Linked DNA regions of Danio rerio: region 2 is linked to region 1. Evidence: chromatin contacts called from public HiChIP or PLAC-seq data. All regions are on one chromosome and are shown on one strand. Each heading gives the region's core, a stretch centred on a gene start, on an enhancer-like site or on the middle of the called end of the contact. The rest is flanking DNA. Distances are from core to core; before and after follow the strand shown.

Evidence for each region. HiChIP or PLAC-seq counts read pairs in DNA pulled down with a chosen protein or histone mark.
Region 2: a contact with region 1 is called in an H3K4me3 HiChIP or PLAC-seq map of gastrula embryo, with 3 times the contacts expected there. The contact joins the promoter of hapstr1a here to the promoter of grin2aa in region 1. A contact is called at or near these places in 2 of 4 datasets of contacts at active chromatin or transcription factors (embryo and gastrula embryo).

The regions. Positions count from the first base shown.
Region 1 is chr3:25,811,017-25,818,438 of GRCz12tu, forward strand. grin2aa (glutamate receptor, ionotropic, N-methyl D-aspartate 2A, a) reads left to right here and starts at 1,543. Exons shown (of 14, transcript XM_068218021.1): 1 at 1,543-1,855; 2 at 3,466-3,577; 3 at 3,900-4,307. The coding sequence starts at 3,903.
Region 2 is chr3:26,341,735-26,349,163 of GRCz12tu, forward strand. hapstr1a (HUWE1 associated protein modifying stress responses a) reads right to left here and starts at 1,583. Exons shown (of 4, transcript NM_001328166.1): 1 at 1,097-1,583. The coding sequence starts at 1,292. It overlaps usp7 (ubiquitin specific peptidase 7 (herpes virus-associated)), which reads left to right and starts at 6,489. Exons shown (of 31, transcript XM_686123.10): 1 at 6,489-7,384. The coding sequence starts at 7,303.

The DNA of each region.
Region 1 (7,422 bases), core at 293-2,792:
GTGACCAAACGTCGCAATGAGTTCTGACGTCAACCCGATTTTCATTTACAAACAAAATGCAACGTCCCCACAACACTGGGCTGCAATGTCAATCTAACAACATGTTGCATGTCTGACAACCTGTTGCAGTCCAAATGTGGTTGGAAATAAATCTGGCATGATTCAAATTAGCGATCACTTAAAAATTTGGCTAAATCAAGTTATGAAAAACAACAACAGACTTTAAGGCCTTCTTTTTTAAGAAAAAGAAGGGGAAAAAATTAACTCATGAATTGGCTACCACAGAGCCCAGATCTTAACCCTATTATGAATCTTTGGGATTTGCTGGAGTAAACTTGTGCGGTGGTCTGATTTTATCAACAGTGCAAGATCTTGACAAAAGATTCATACAACTCTAAATGTTGTGACATTGCAGAAACATATTTCATGGTAACTGTGTGCCCTAATCAAAACTAAAGGCAGTCCAATGAAGTTTTAGAGTGTGTAAATTTCTTTTGGTCAGGTAGTGTATGTTCCCACTACTATCAGAGTGATGAAAGCCAATGACTTTTTCTGCAATCTTTAATGTTCTGCTAAATAAAAACCTGTGCATAAGCCTGGAAGTATAAGAAAACATCTCAGTTTTCCATTTCAGTGAACTGTTCCTTCGATAGTTAAACTAGCTTAACATTGTCTACAAAACAATATCAATGTGCAGTGGTTTATTCTAAAATTGTCAAATGTTATACTTGTTTTGAGTAAATAGTCTATATTTTGTTATATCTGTTGAAGTTTTATGTTGACTAGGCCTTTATAAACATAATATCAGTAAATAACATTCAAGGTTATGATCCATAAATACCTGAAACACTGTCACTGCATTTTACTTTTTTGTTCGTGATTTACTTAGATATGAAAACGTAAGAGAAAAAACAAAACGCAGAAGCTAAACCACTCTGATCGGTTAGCCATTATGAAATTCTGCACAAATAAAAGGCTCAATGATTCCTTAGTCTTATAGAAAAGTACTGGTGAACGAATGCAGAAAAAAACGCATCGAATCGAGCATAATGAACAGTCAGTTGAGAATAATGTGAGGTGTGTGAGTGAGAGCAGCATCTGCGCTGTTCGAGCCCCGCTCACTGTACATGGCAATGACGAGCTCAGTGGTTTCCGCAGTGAAGTTTGGCTCTGGAATTTCAAACGCTCATACGTCACCGAGGCAATCCTCGCCGAAATCATTGAGATCACTGAAAAAAGCAGAAGAACCACGCCGCGAAGGGTTAAAGCTTCACAACCGAGGTAATAGGCTTTAACAACCCGCATTAAAGTCTTAAAGAGTTTGTAAATATTTTGTTTAATATAACTTTTACAATTTGTGTAAAGCCTAAGTTACGACAAGTGGCGGTTGACATGGTGTTTAAACGCTCGGATGTTTGAAACCGTTGACCAGCGCTCAAGATTTGACAACAGAGAAATGTTTTCTTCTTAGGGGTGCCTTGCTCTAAAACAGGGTGTAATTCTCATTTTCACCTTAAGGATGTGTTACTGACGGCATCCCTCAGTTCCAGAGAGGCTGTGGGGAAAGAGGACTGTGAGACTGTCCTGTGGTCCTGCTTGCAGATTCAGTCCCATTTTCTTGCGGATTCAGTTTCCAACGTTCGAGTCTCGCGGTCCTTCTCATCGAGGAAGAGTCATGGATAATTCATAAACATGCAAACCACTGGATTAATTTGATTCGCATGGTTCTGTGGTTGAACTTCAAGGATTCGTCGGTGGGAATAATTATCCATATTTTCAACCTGGCTGGTGAGAGGAGGACTGTTGCAATGTCATCCCATTCAACATCTCTGGAGCTTTGTGGAAGAGGGATGCTGTGAGTATCATTGTTTCTCTCTCTTATGATAAATTTCGCTTGGTCCATTGCGGTTTATTCTTCAAAGGACAGTGGAGAACGAGCAAAAACGTTTTAAAATCCAGTCCCGCCATCCAGCTACACTGAAATTAATTTGATGCAGGAAAACGCGGCTTTCCTGCATCATTAGGGATGCGCGGTCCTAAAAATAGGGACGAAAGGGGGAAAAAGAGGGATTTGTTAGTTTATAATGATAGGATGTGGGTTTTTTGAACCATAGGAATGTTTTGTCGAGTTATGTTCAAGAACATGCTCTTGTTTTACCTGAAAGAAAACTCGTGTCATGATCATGTGAGCACATCTGAGGATTTTCCCTCAGGAGTGCGCTTCGCTTTTGCTGGATAAAACAAGATGTTTTCCTGATGAACGAGGTAAAATATAAAACAAACAGCAGAAAATAGATGAATGTGACATTTTAAAGAGGTTTTACAGATAAGAATACTTGTCCATGCTTCCTTCTGATATGTAACAGATGAATGCGGATTTTGGTCGAGTTGTTGATCCAACTTCGAATAGGCTTGCATACTTTTCTGGTTAAAACGTAAAGATCATCTTTTCGTTGAAAACGGCGGTTGTTAATTCATCTTTCTTTTTTGTCAGAATAATTGATGCTATCAACCTTGAAAGATGTTTCTGTTGTACATTTCTGACGCGTTAATTTCCTAATATAATGCTGTCCTATAGCGTACTGTGGTTCCAGCTGAGAACGCAAAACGAAACGCGTCAATAGGGGGCGCGCTTGCATAATGGTCGTTTTGAGCAAATTAATGAGGTATCAGAAGGAATATTCATCTAGATATATTCCCATGTTAAGATCTCTGTCACGTTGTTAGAACACTGATATCGCATTTGCCAAAAATAACAAATCAGGCTAATTTTATTCAGTAAACCCTTAATTATTGTTTATTAATCTCCACATCTCTCTTTCTCCCTCTCTAATTAATTACATTTATATAAAATATAAATAAATGCAGTATGCAATTGTCAAAAGACCTGGCCTCTGGCTAAAGTCTCTCAGCTCTGCATTCATTAGTTTTGACACATGTTTCACAAATATACTCATTTGATGATTAATTTAATTTTCCATATGTTCATAACTTGAACATTTTTGCTGCAATTGTTTTGAACATGAATGTCTGTCACATTATCTGTGTTTTACAAAAATGCACCCTTTCCTATGACTTACTGCAAGACAAAAAAGCAATGAGTCTGTTTATATTGAAACATTTTATGTATATACTATAGTCTGTAATGTTAAATACCCATTTAAATGCAAAAAAAAAATAAAAAATCATGAGCATTAGCCTCTAAAAAACTAGTTTAAATCACACAAATGAAAAAAAAAACCCATAAACAATGCATTGAAACAAATCAACGATTCATTACTTTCCCTGCTGAATGATTATAAGCAGAATATGTGATAAATCCAGCTTGCTCATTCATTTGTCTTTCATAACAGCGATATGATGCATTATTCTTCCCGAGAACAGCCTCTGCACCATATGTTGTTTCTCTGCAGTTTTATGCCTTGCTTTACAATGCATCTGTTTGCCTATACATGCTGGCCACAGTATATCGTCGGGCCTGTGAGCTTCCTCCGCTCAGTCACTCCAAGAGTCTTCATGTGATGATGTCAGCTCCACTCTCTTCTGCCCTGCTTGCTGCTCAGATCCAGTGTCACATGTAATATTCATCATTTGCTCATTGCTAGTTATTCATTGCTTAAATTCCAAAATGAGATTTAAAAAAATCTCGTGCTCCTTACCATTGTTGTGTAACTCCACTGGATGCTGTTGAAAACGTATGAAGTTGTTAAATCAGTATGCAGCAAGGAGCATTCAGCAATGTTGCATAAGCTTTAGATGTCTGAAGTCATTTCATGTCTCCTCTTTGAGAAAAAACTATAAATGTATTATATCTGTGAATTATATATATGTATTATATGATTATAAATGCAGTATATCTCAAACGGCCTCTGTCGTGTGTGTGTGCATTTGTTTCGCAGGGAATGAAGTCGAGCACTATGGGGTTTTCCAGGTTGGTTCTTCTGACTCTTCCAGCTCTCCTTACCCTCATCAGCATCTCACATGCGGCAGAGAAAGTGCCCATACTGAACATTGCTGTGATCCTGGGTCAGACTCGCTACATCTCTGACAGAGATATACGGGCTCTGTGGAGCAAAGATGATCCTATTGATGTCAATGTGGTGACCCTGCTGGTGAATGAAACAGACCCCAAAAGCATCATTACCCATGTGTGTGACCTCATGTCCGGGACTAAAATCCACGGGGTGGTGTTCGGGGACGGCACAGACCAGGAAGCCATTGCCCAGATTTTGGATTTTATTTCCTCTCAGACTTTGATACCCATCCTTGGGATCCATGGTGGCTCATCCATGATCATGGCGGATAAGGTCAGTAGTATGCCAAGCATCAGCTCAACTGCTCAAAAAGATGAGCGGGAAATATTATTCACAAAATGAGTTCTGCTGGTAAAAGTATGCGCCCTTAATGTGGTTTGGTAATGACAATGATGTAAAATAATGTTATTAGTGCAACATGCAATAGTGCCTTAACTGTTCCCGTGACAAATTACCATATGGAGTTATTTCACAACATATGCTCCGTCAAAAAAGCTGAAGTAATCACTTTACTGAACCCGATAACAAATATCTCTTTATACTGAACCATCATAATTTCAATCACAGCTGTCTTCATGCAACACTCACTTCAGCTGGAGAGCAAATTAGGAGAAGAAAATGTGCAAAATCAGATCTGCGATCAGTTTAGGCTTCAGTTTAAGCTGGTAAACCATGAGAAGTGATAATTTGCCACTCTGTTGACTTTGTTCCATTTTCATTACCGACCACTAACTGCACATCTGAATTGCCCCAAATGCCTTCGCTGAGATGCCCGCTACAGACTTGCATTGAGTTTATATAATAATCCTGTTTCTCTTGAGCACTCGCTGCTGCATTTAAATGTGTTTACTCACTTTTCATCTCGGGATGTCGCTGTATCAAATGAAGCAACGTTTTGAAAGCTTATTCTCAGGAGATTTTCCTCAGCACTACATTAAGGCATTCTAAAGCACTCCGTGTTGATCCTCAAGGAGATAAATGTCGGCACTGTTTTAACTCACAGGAACCTTTGTGTCTTCTTTTGTTGAATAATCCATCATGTGCATACATTTTAAACTGTAAATCACTAAGATGTGAGCAAATACTACCACTGACATGTTGAATGGTTTAGATGTGTTTGCGTCATGGCAACATGGCGAAAAATCCCAACATGCTCTTCAAATTGGCTTTATAATTTATAATGTTGATTGCAATTTAATTGGCCTATAAAGGTTTGTTTATACCAAACAAAAAACTGTAACTTAGCAATCATAGTCCCATATCAACATGAAATAAGTGTTGTTTATTTTACAGGTTTGGTTCAATTTTGTTGTGTGAATCTTTTTAAATACTCAATACTCTGATTGGCTGTCAAATGTTTTTATCGTCTTTCAAAAAAACTGGCTTTAAAAGAGATTTGGTTCCTCTGTGCCATAAAGTTGTGATGAGAACTTGCTATTCTTTTAAATGTAGAACAAACTTACCATTTATATCTTTATTGTTTGTTATTGATTTGTAGTGTATTGCCTTAAATGATTTATATTAGTGTTATGTCAAAATAGGGATCATGTGATTTTAATTCCCAGAATTATTACCGGTTAGAAGAGTCTGGTTATGCTAAATCAAAGGTAGTTCATGGCTTTTTCATTCGTCAGGAGACAGGAAAGCATACACATGGTAATTAATGTTGGGCTGCTGAGCAGGTCTTACTTCATTTAGTGCCCATCCAGCAGGATTTGAGCCCAATAAACACAGGGATCATTGGCATGTGTCAGGGGATGCTTTGTTTTATATCTAAATTGCTGCTTCCAACTGAATGCGGCCAATGCGGAGGCACGCTCATGGCTAGTTACGGCCAAAGATCAACCGACTGCCTTATTGACGTTTTTAGGTTGCCTTCCCATATATCTTCAGCCCAAAGCAATTGATTTAAGACACATGATTGTCATTTAATATACGCAGATACCTAGAGAGGCAACATACAATACACATTTCTTTCTCTTCTCCATCACTGACAGGGAAATGCATGATCTGCCTTGCTGGTGTGGATATATAAATTTGTATGCTCATCCATTTATATTCTCCCACTAGATTCAGTATGTGGCTCAAACTACAGCCTTTGCTATCTTTAGCTTTATTTTAAAGATCCTGTCCAATGTTCTGCCACTCTGAGGTAGTCGCAGATTCATGTGACCACATTGCATTTGTAGTGTAAACGCTAATCTGACATGATTTGTCCTCACTTGTCAATCAACAGCTTCACTTAAAAAGGTTTTAAAACTGGGCTTTTACAGAGCTACTTCAGTATGCCTGATATCAACAATGCAGGTGTTTGTGCTGTGAGAATAGCTAGCGAGATCACAATCTCTTTATGTTGTCCTCATGATCACAGAAATGTGTTGGTGAGTCTTTCATTTTATAGCAATAGGCTCCATTACTCGTAGTGTGACCTCAATTAAGGCATGCAGAGAGTTGTTCATGAACTTGGCGTTTTAGATGAGATACGCTAGTAGCTTTTAAGTGCTCATTTTCAGGACTTCAGCTTAGAGGAGCATGAAATGCATGCAAAGGTACACCGTGATATAGGTTGATCCTGAAGTATAATTGGTAGTTTTACTTCAAAACCATTTCTCCTTTCCTTGAGAAAGCTGGCTTATTTTAGCCAGCACTTGGGTACAACTCTTTAGATAAACTACTTTTTGTAAGCTGACACAAAATACAGAGTAATTAAACCTTTTACCAGCATTGGTTCTTTGTTTTGAGGTAAATGTTTGCATAGGAATGAAGACATCCTGACCCTGTTTTATATATACAAGGTAAACATTCTGTTCCATTAGACATTAGCTTTATTTATTTTTTTTTAAATATATAAAAATTGTATATCAGTAATATTTTATTTACTTAACATTTAAATGTTGAATAAAAATTCCTTTATATTTGCAGAGACCACATTTATTTGACCAAAAATACAACACAAAAACAATAATTGTTACATTAGATTTGAACTTTTCTAACATTAATAATTATAGTTTTTATACTTTTTACATTTTGTTTTATTCACAAATTTTCACAATGTTCTCATTAGTAATGGATTATCCACAGCTAGCTGCATGGCCATTAAACTATTTAATAGACAATTTAAAGCTAAAAACACCTGCAACACAGCATTCTGCAGTCAAATTGTTTAATGCACAGCTAACCATGGATTATGCTGCTCATATATTTTACAGTGCAATACTAGACCGAAAGTTTTGTATAGTTACATCTAGCATTCTGTCCACTTTTTACAGCACAACTTTATCTCTTTGTCTAATTTGATCACATTTAGTTAAATGTATTAATTAATTTTATAATTTTTTGAATAAATTATTTCGAATTACTTCAGTGATCTATTTGCGAAAATTCACAG
Region 2 (7,429 bases), core at 333-2,832, 530 kb after region 1:
TAAATATTTGTTCAGTACATTAACATGCCAATATTTCATAGCATGTCAACACTTAAAGTAAAAGATGCAATTAAATTTAGACTGAGAAATGTTTTAAGAATATTCTCAACGACAGGCATTAGTTAAATATTAAAATATCTTAACATTAAAAGACTGATATTCTTTTCCATATTCACTTCAACTGTATTGACAAGTGCTCTTTTTATCAACTTAACTCTCACTATGGAAAATGCTTAAGTAATAAAGTAATTATTTCAGGTGTTCTGCTATGTCCGTTACAAATATTTATAGAAATATTCCCCTAAAGCCATACAAAATCCTATTACTGAAAATTATGAAGGTAATTAAAGAATGTTAGGGAATAACATACTGCTACTATTCACACTCATTGCATTCCTTCCATAAAATGTCAGACCCTAACCCTTCTATTCGAGTTCTAACATATCAGGTGTGGAGCAGATAGCATATAACATCATAGTATTTAACTTGAATTAACCATCCCTTTAAATAGCACTCCTTGTTTTTACCAGGCAAGTCGTAGAAAGCACATACCTGGAAGGCATATTGCAACATATGTGCGTTCAAAGTGCCTGTTACACAAAGGGAGGTTACGTTAGTGAAGTGCCCTAACGTTAGGTTTTAAAACACAGCCACAATGGGGAACAAGCTAGCTCACTAACCGGCAAGTTGTTAAAATCTGCTTTTTCTTAAAGAATACACAACGTGAGTGTGATCTGCTTAAATACATGTTGTCCTCTACATATAGTTAAACCGAAAAAAAAAAAATGTGTCAACGGGCTAACTAGCCGACATTCAGGCTAGCCGGTTAGCAAGGCCAACAACAACAACGAACAAACTGTCAAACACAGCCAGACCGGCTAAAGCTAATCATTAGCCACACGATCAGAACAACCCTAAATCTTTTTTTATCACTTTAATGGTCAAACCATATAATAGGCTTTTCACTTCGAAAAAAATGTGGGTCAGTCGAGAAACACCGGGTTTACGCAATTTGTTTCTAGAAACGCACGGTTCTTTAGCCAAGCTGCTGGAAGTCGGAGGGCCGCTAAAGGGGTCTCTTTCTCCGGTCACAGACCTTTATAAAGTTGCGCTACCGCCGTAGCGGAATTCTGAAAGAGGTGCCACATTTTCTCCTGGTCCTGGTCCACCTCCTCCTCGCTCGGTTCTTCCCTCTCGGCCTCAGCGAGGCACTGGCGCTCCCATTTGGAGAACCAGTGTTCGGGTCCGTGTTCGTGTATCTCCGCTTCGCTCTCCTCCTTCTTCTCCTCCATGATGAATACCGAGAAACTTCGTTGAACTTCTGATGGCGTTCTGAGTGATTTCTTGTTCTTTGGGTTTAGTTAGCGTTCTTGAAACCACACACCGCCTGCCCGGTGTCCGTTAATATCCTTATATCTGGATTCACAGTTCTGATTTAAAACGAAATGAACTGAAACGCTTTGTCTTTTGTGACGCCGAAATCTAATTACCCAAGGCTGTATCCGTCTACCCCGGTTAGAGGGTCGCTTTTGCCCTGCGCAGTTTCAGGCATTCCCTCATGGGGGCGGGTCCTGTTTAAAACACGCCCATGTTAACTGCGCATGCCCACATATCCGCTGTTGCTTTGATCTTAGGATAAAAAGTATCAAAAACAAAATCGTGTTCTTTTATGCTAACATTCTATTCTAACCCTTTGGCTGCAACGCTACCTAACGGTTGACCATGTTTTTACTGTTTTAAATAATGATAAATAATGGATTACACACACAGCATTGTTGGTTTAAAAATAAATAAATAAAATATAATCCTGGTGCACTACTACACTTGATTTTGATTTTATTGTGAAAAAAGAAAAAGAAAAAAAGTAGAAAGCATGTTAAATGAGAATCTGAAATATTTTATGGCATACTTTAAAAAGGTGATTTAGTAGTCACAATTTCATATATTTCATAGTTTATGAAGAGGCTGATATTTTAGAAATTATGGGATATGTTGAAAAAAATGCATAGAGTGTGTTAACTAGACATTAGAAGCTGAGAAATGTAATCCAACCACTTTTTTTCTTAGTGGGGCAGATAAAGAATTAAAGACAAAAACACGATTAATTACATTTAATTACAATTTTGCACAATTTATTTTGATCGATATAGGCTACTATAGCCCTTGTCTTGCGTATTTTAAACACAAATAAAGAAACTTTGATTTTTTAGATAAATATGAAAGATAGTAAGAGCAGAACTGTGGTGTTGATGTACACAAAAAAGAGGCAATACAGGTAGAAAAAATAACTAGGCCTATAATTTACATTTTGTTTACTGAAATAAATATTCATTGGATTTGCAATTTTTTTTCTTAAAGTTACTGGGTCCAAACTATTTATATAGGCTGAATTTAAACAAACACATTAAATTGAGCAAAGTTCAGCTCAATTTGATTTTATTTAAATTCAGTCCTAATTGTAAAAAAAAAAAAAAAAAAAAAAAAAAAAAAAAAGTTACCTTAAAAAAATTAGTAAATACAATGAATTATTTTTTTCAGTGTATCTATCTCATACACAACTCTACACTACTGGTCAAAAGTTTGGGGTCAGTGTTTGTTTTTTAAGAAAAATATTCTGTTCATCTAGGCAGCATTTATTAAATGTAAAAAAAAAAAAAAAGTTAAAATATTTATTAAAATTTTAAATAACTGCTTTCTTATTGTATGTAGTTTCAAATGAAATTATTACTCCAGTCATTATTGCTTTTATTACTGTTATTATTAATAATTGAGAATAATAATAAATATTAGAGTGATTTCTGAAGGATCATGTGACTCTGAAGACTTCAGTGATGACGCTAAAATTAATCTTTATTATTCAAATTATTAAATTAAATTATAAACTACTTTTGAACAGTTATTTTATAGTGCAATAACATTTTACAATTTTACAATTTGTACTGTATTTTTCATGAAATAAATCCAGCCTTGGTGAGCAGGAGAAGTTTTATTTTTAAACATTTTAAAATCCTACTTACACCAAACCTTTGACCTGCAGAAATTATCTGTTCTTTTTTTTATTGATGCATTAAAAGAAATTAAAAATAATTTAAATCTGACAGCATCATATTTGCATAGATATCATTGACCTACATACACATTCATAAAAATAAAAAGTTTACTGCTTGAAACACTAATAACTGGAAAATCTGTGTCGATACATTTACCAAGTGTAGCCTATGTTTTGCTTAAACATTAAAAATTATTTTTCTGAGCAAGTAATGTGGATGTTTTTGTGAGTAAACCACTTCAGATCTGTGGGCAGCATTTTTGAAGAACTTTAAGTTTGATTTACTTGTGGTAAAAAGTAGCCTACTGCAACCTGTAAGCCATGGTTTAAAAAATGTAATTGAAAATCCATTAAACATGCTACTTATTTTCAGCACTAGCCATTTTAAGGCAAACGGTTTAATTCCAATAAAACACATATAATTATAAATTTCGCCACTTGATGCGGTGCTCATTGCTTTAGATAAAAGTATGCAAACAATTTAAATAAAGTCTGTCAGAACTCTTGTTTCATTGTTTATAAAAGATTGATAGCTGATATGCATTATGGGGATGAAAATTGAAGTAAATATTACACTATAAGTCACTTATACATTCCCAGAAATGGGTTGCGGCTGAAAGTGCTTGCACTACGTAAACATGTGCTGGCTAAGTTGGCGGTACATTCCGCTGTGGCGACCCCCGGATTAATAAAGGGACTAAGCCGAAAAGAAAATGAATGAATGAATGAATGAAGTAACTCATACAGGAAATGTCATCATATTTAGCATTTAAGTTCTGAAAACATTTTGTAGAAATTTCTATTAAACAGATGCACAGCTAGAGTTTTAAAGCCAACGAAAGCTTAGTGTCGCTACTTTTAATTACACAATGTTGTTTTTACAGCATCGATGTTGTAATGTAATTACAATACGTTCAGTTAAATAGAGTTAAGCATTTAGTTGTTCAAGCGTAAAATAAGATGAAAGACTGTTGTAACCACTAGCGCCGTCAGTAGCAACAAGCTAGTGCAGAAATTCAATTGAAAATACTGGGGTGATATAAATGTCTATTTAAAAACATGGCAGGGGGAAATGGAATTTAATGCCGTGCTTCTTGTCCGTTCTGACACCCATTTCATACTGTATATCTAACAGGCATTAAAATTGTATTTTTTAAGAAATCAGATCTTAAACGTGACAATTTTGTAATGGAAAAACAGTTCACCGGAAGCTGTTAAGCTGCCTGGCTGAATATCAATATCACAATGTGCAAATATTACAATGGGATATTTTAAATTATGCAAAGTGAAGACAGCTGTCAGGTACAATTTAGTTACTTCACTTATAAACTCTTGTTTTCTCAAGGTTACAGATGTTTTAAACAGGTGAATGTGATACGCTTTATCACATTTGTAGGTGTAACATCTGTTAATTCTGTAATCATTATGCATTAATGTGGAAAGCAGATTATGTAAAGCCACTGATAACATAAGGGCTCCTGGTGTGAAACAGTTTACAAGCTTTGATTATGAAATCAACTAACTTTATTATTAATTGTTCAATATCACAGTGTGCAAATATGATGCTCTTCAGTAAGAAATTTTAAATTATGCCAAGTGACAACAACTGTCATGTACAATTAAGCTTTACTCCTCATAGATACTCTTTTGTTTGCTCAAGGTTATATGTTTTTTTTTATATAAAAATACCTATTTATATATACAGATGTCAGTAGATGTAATATCTGTTAATTCTGTAATCATTTTGCATCAATGTGGAAAGCAGAATATATATGCGAACACTGATCACATTAGAGCTCCATGGTGTGAAACAGATTACAAGCTTTGATTATGAAAATTTAATATGAAATTTTGCACCTAGGTGGCGCACAATCGCCTTACGGCAAGACAGTTGCTGGTTCCAGCCCCAGCTGGGTCAGTTGGTGTTTCTATGTGGAGTTTGCATGTTCTCCCTGTATTTGCATGGATTTCCTCCGGGTGCTCTGGTTTCCCCCACAGTCCAAAGACATGCACTATTGGGTAAGCTAAAATTGGTCGTAGCGTATGTGAGTGTGTGCAAGAGTGTGTGGAGTGTTTCCCAATGTTGGGTTGCGGCTGGAAGGGCATCCGCTACATAAAAAACTTGCTGGATAAGTGGTTGGTTCATTCCGCTGTGGCTACCCCTGACTAATAAAGTGACTAAGTCGAAAAGAAAATGAATGAATGAATGTATGAATATAGCATTTTCTATATGACCTGCACTGTGCATAAATAAGTCTAAGAATTGTGCTGAGATTGTGCACTTAATGCGGTTTTGGCTTATAATAAATTAAAGGTTCTGGCTATTTTATTGACCATATCAATGTCATAATGAACCACACTGTTTTTTAAATGAATGTTACAGTATTCAACAAAATAGCAGAGAACATTAATTCTGTTTTTAAAGCTTGAATGATAATATGTAGACAGGACCCAGCTGTTGGCCTTCCTTGCTAATATTTTTGACTGATTAGTTCCACCTCCCAAACCCCCTCACACACACCTCCCATGACTTGACATTGTTGTAGACCTGTCAGTCTCAGTGTAGCACAAAAGACATAACTGGACATACTGTCAACATAATGGTGCTAACAAATAAAATTATATTAAAAAAATAAAATATATAGGCAATTAGAGCCATAAGAATGATGAACGAATTGATGCGGTTTCCAAATTATTGTAAGCTTTATCTAATGGTGAAAAATCAATTCATCTTGTGATGGTGATGCATTTTGCATAATAATACACACACAGCTGTAAGCCATTGTGTTAAAATTATTATTTTTTACAATTATGTTACATGCAAAAAACAAAAATTGTTAATTAATTTTGGCCTTTAAAAACAGATAAAAATGTTTTCTAAATGACCTATTGGTCTTTTGATAAAAGTAGCTGTATCCTGTATCAGGTTTAAATACATGTTTTATTTTATTTTAATAAATACTTTTTTCCTTTGAAATTTAGATATTCGTTCCTTTTACGTTTAATACAGGTCCATATGTTCTATTATTTATCCTAAAACTCTGTAGAAATAAATTCAATACTAGTAATTCACATCAAGATTGAATTCAATTTATAATTATTGTTAATATATTACTCATTTGAATTAAAATTATGGGATATGCACAGTTCTTATCTCAAGGCCATTTATTAAACGATTGTTTCTAAATAATTGCAAAAATAATATATTTATAAAAACAAATTTCAACCCACGTGCTACATAATCTGTAGAGATGCTGCTAAGCTGGCAGCAAAACAAAAAAAATAACAACAACAACAATAAAAAAAAAGATTAAAACCGCTAAGTTTCAATAAAGTCTAGTGTGAGGAAGAATTTGTGTTTATGGCGCTGGCGGTGTGCGCCACTGTTTGGATCTCCATGCGGATGTGACATTTCAGAGAAGAGCGCGACCGCCATTTTGAGTTTTACCTCAAACTGAACATCATAAACCACGGGAGCGGGTGAGAGAGGCTCTGGCCGTGACCGGGCAAAATTATCTTTTCTGCGTTCAACAGCCGTTTGGGATGCAGGTTAAGGGTGCAATTAAGCGTTAGGTGTTCAGGCTAGTTTCTCTTGTGACAACGGCGAGGCGAAACGCGGGCATCTTTGTGAGTTTGAACTTCTAAATTAGTGCGATTTCACATTAGAGTCTGGTTTGAATGGATAGGCTTTTTCTCCGCTCCCCCCCAGAAGAGGGACAATCGGAGGAGCAAACGGACTGGAAATATTGCATGGGAAGTTGTATTTAATATAATCTCTCGGGGGCGCGTGAGTCGCGCTGTTTGTCGTTTCATCACTTTTGCTAGCTCCAGCTGGGCTATCAGTGTTTTCCCCGGCTGCAGGTTGTTGTGAGTTGTATTCGCCCCGCACTAGTAAGTACTGGGGAAAGCCGGGGTTTCATTCATCGGGCCTTCGCGAAGCAGAAGCCCGAGACCACCGACTACCCTTAACGTTAGCATCCCTTCACCCAGGCGCCGAGATTGGGCGAATAGCGAGCAAATACGTCCGCGTTTCTCTGCCTGCTCCCCCACCGGCCTCCCTTCCTCCATCCCCGGCGCTGACAGCAGACAAGGCCGAGGTCGTCTTAGTGCAGGCCCAGCCGCAAAGGCTCGACCTGTTTACCCCACCTCCGCGTCCTCTGACTCCCAACCAGCCTCTGCCCGCGGAACCGCCACCAGACCGGCCCGAGGGAGACAAAGAGCCCAGGCATCATCTCATCCTTTCAGCCGCCACCATGAACCACCATCACACCCAGCAGCAGCAGCAGAAAGCCGGCGAGCAGCAGCTCAGCGAGCCCGAGGACATGGAGATGGAGGGTACGTCAAGGCCTCGTGCCATAACAAAAGCTCACACGCTTGCAT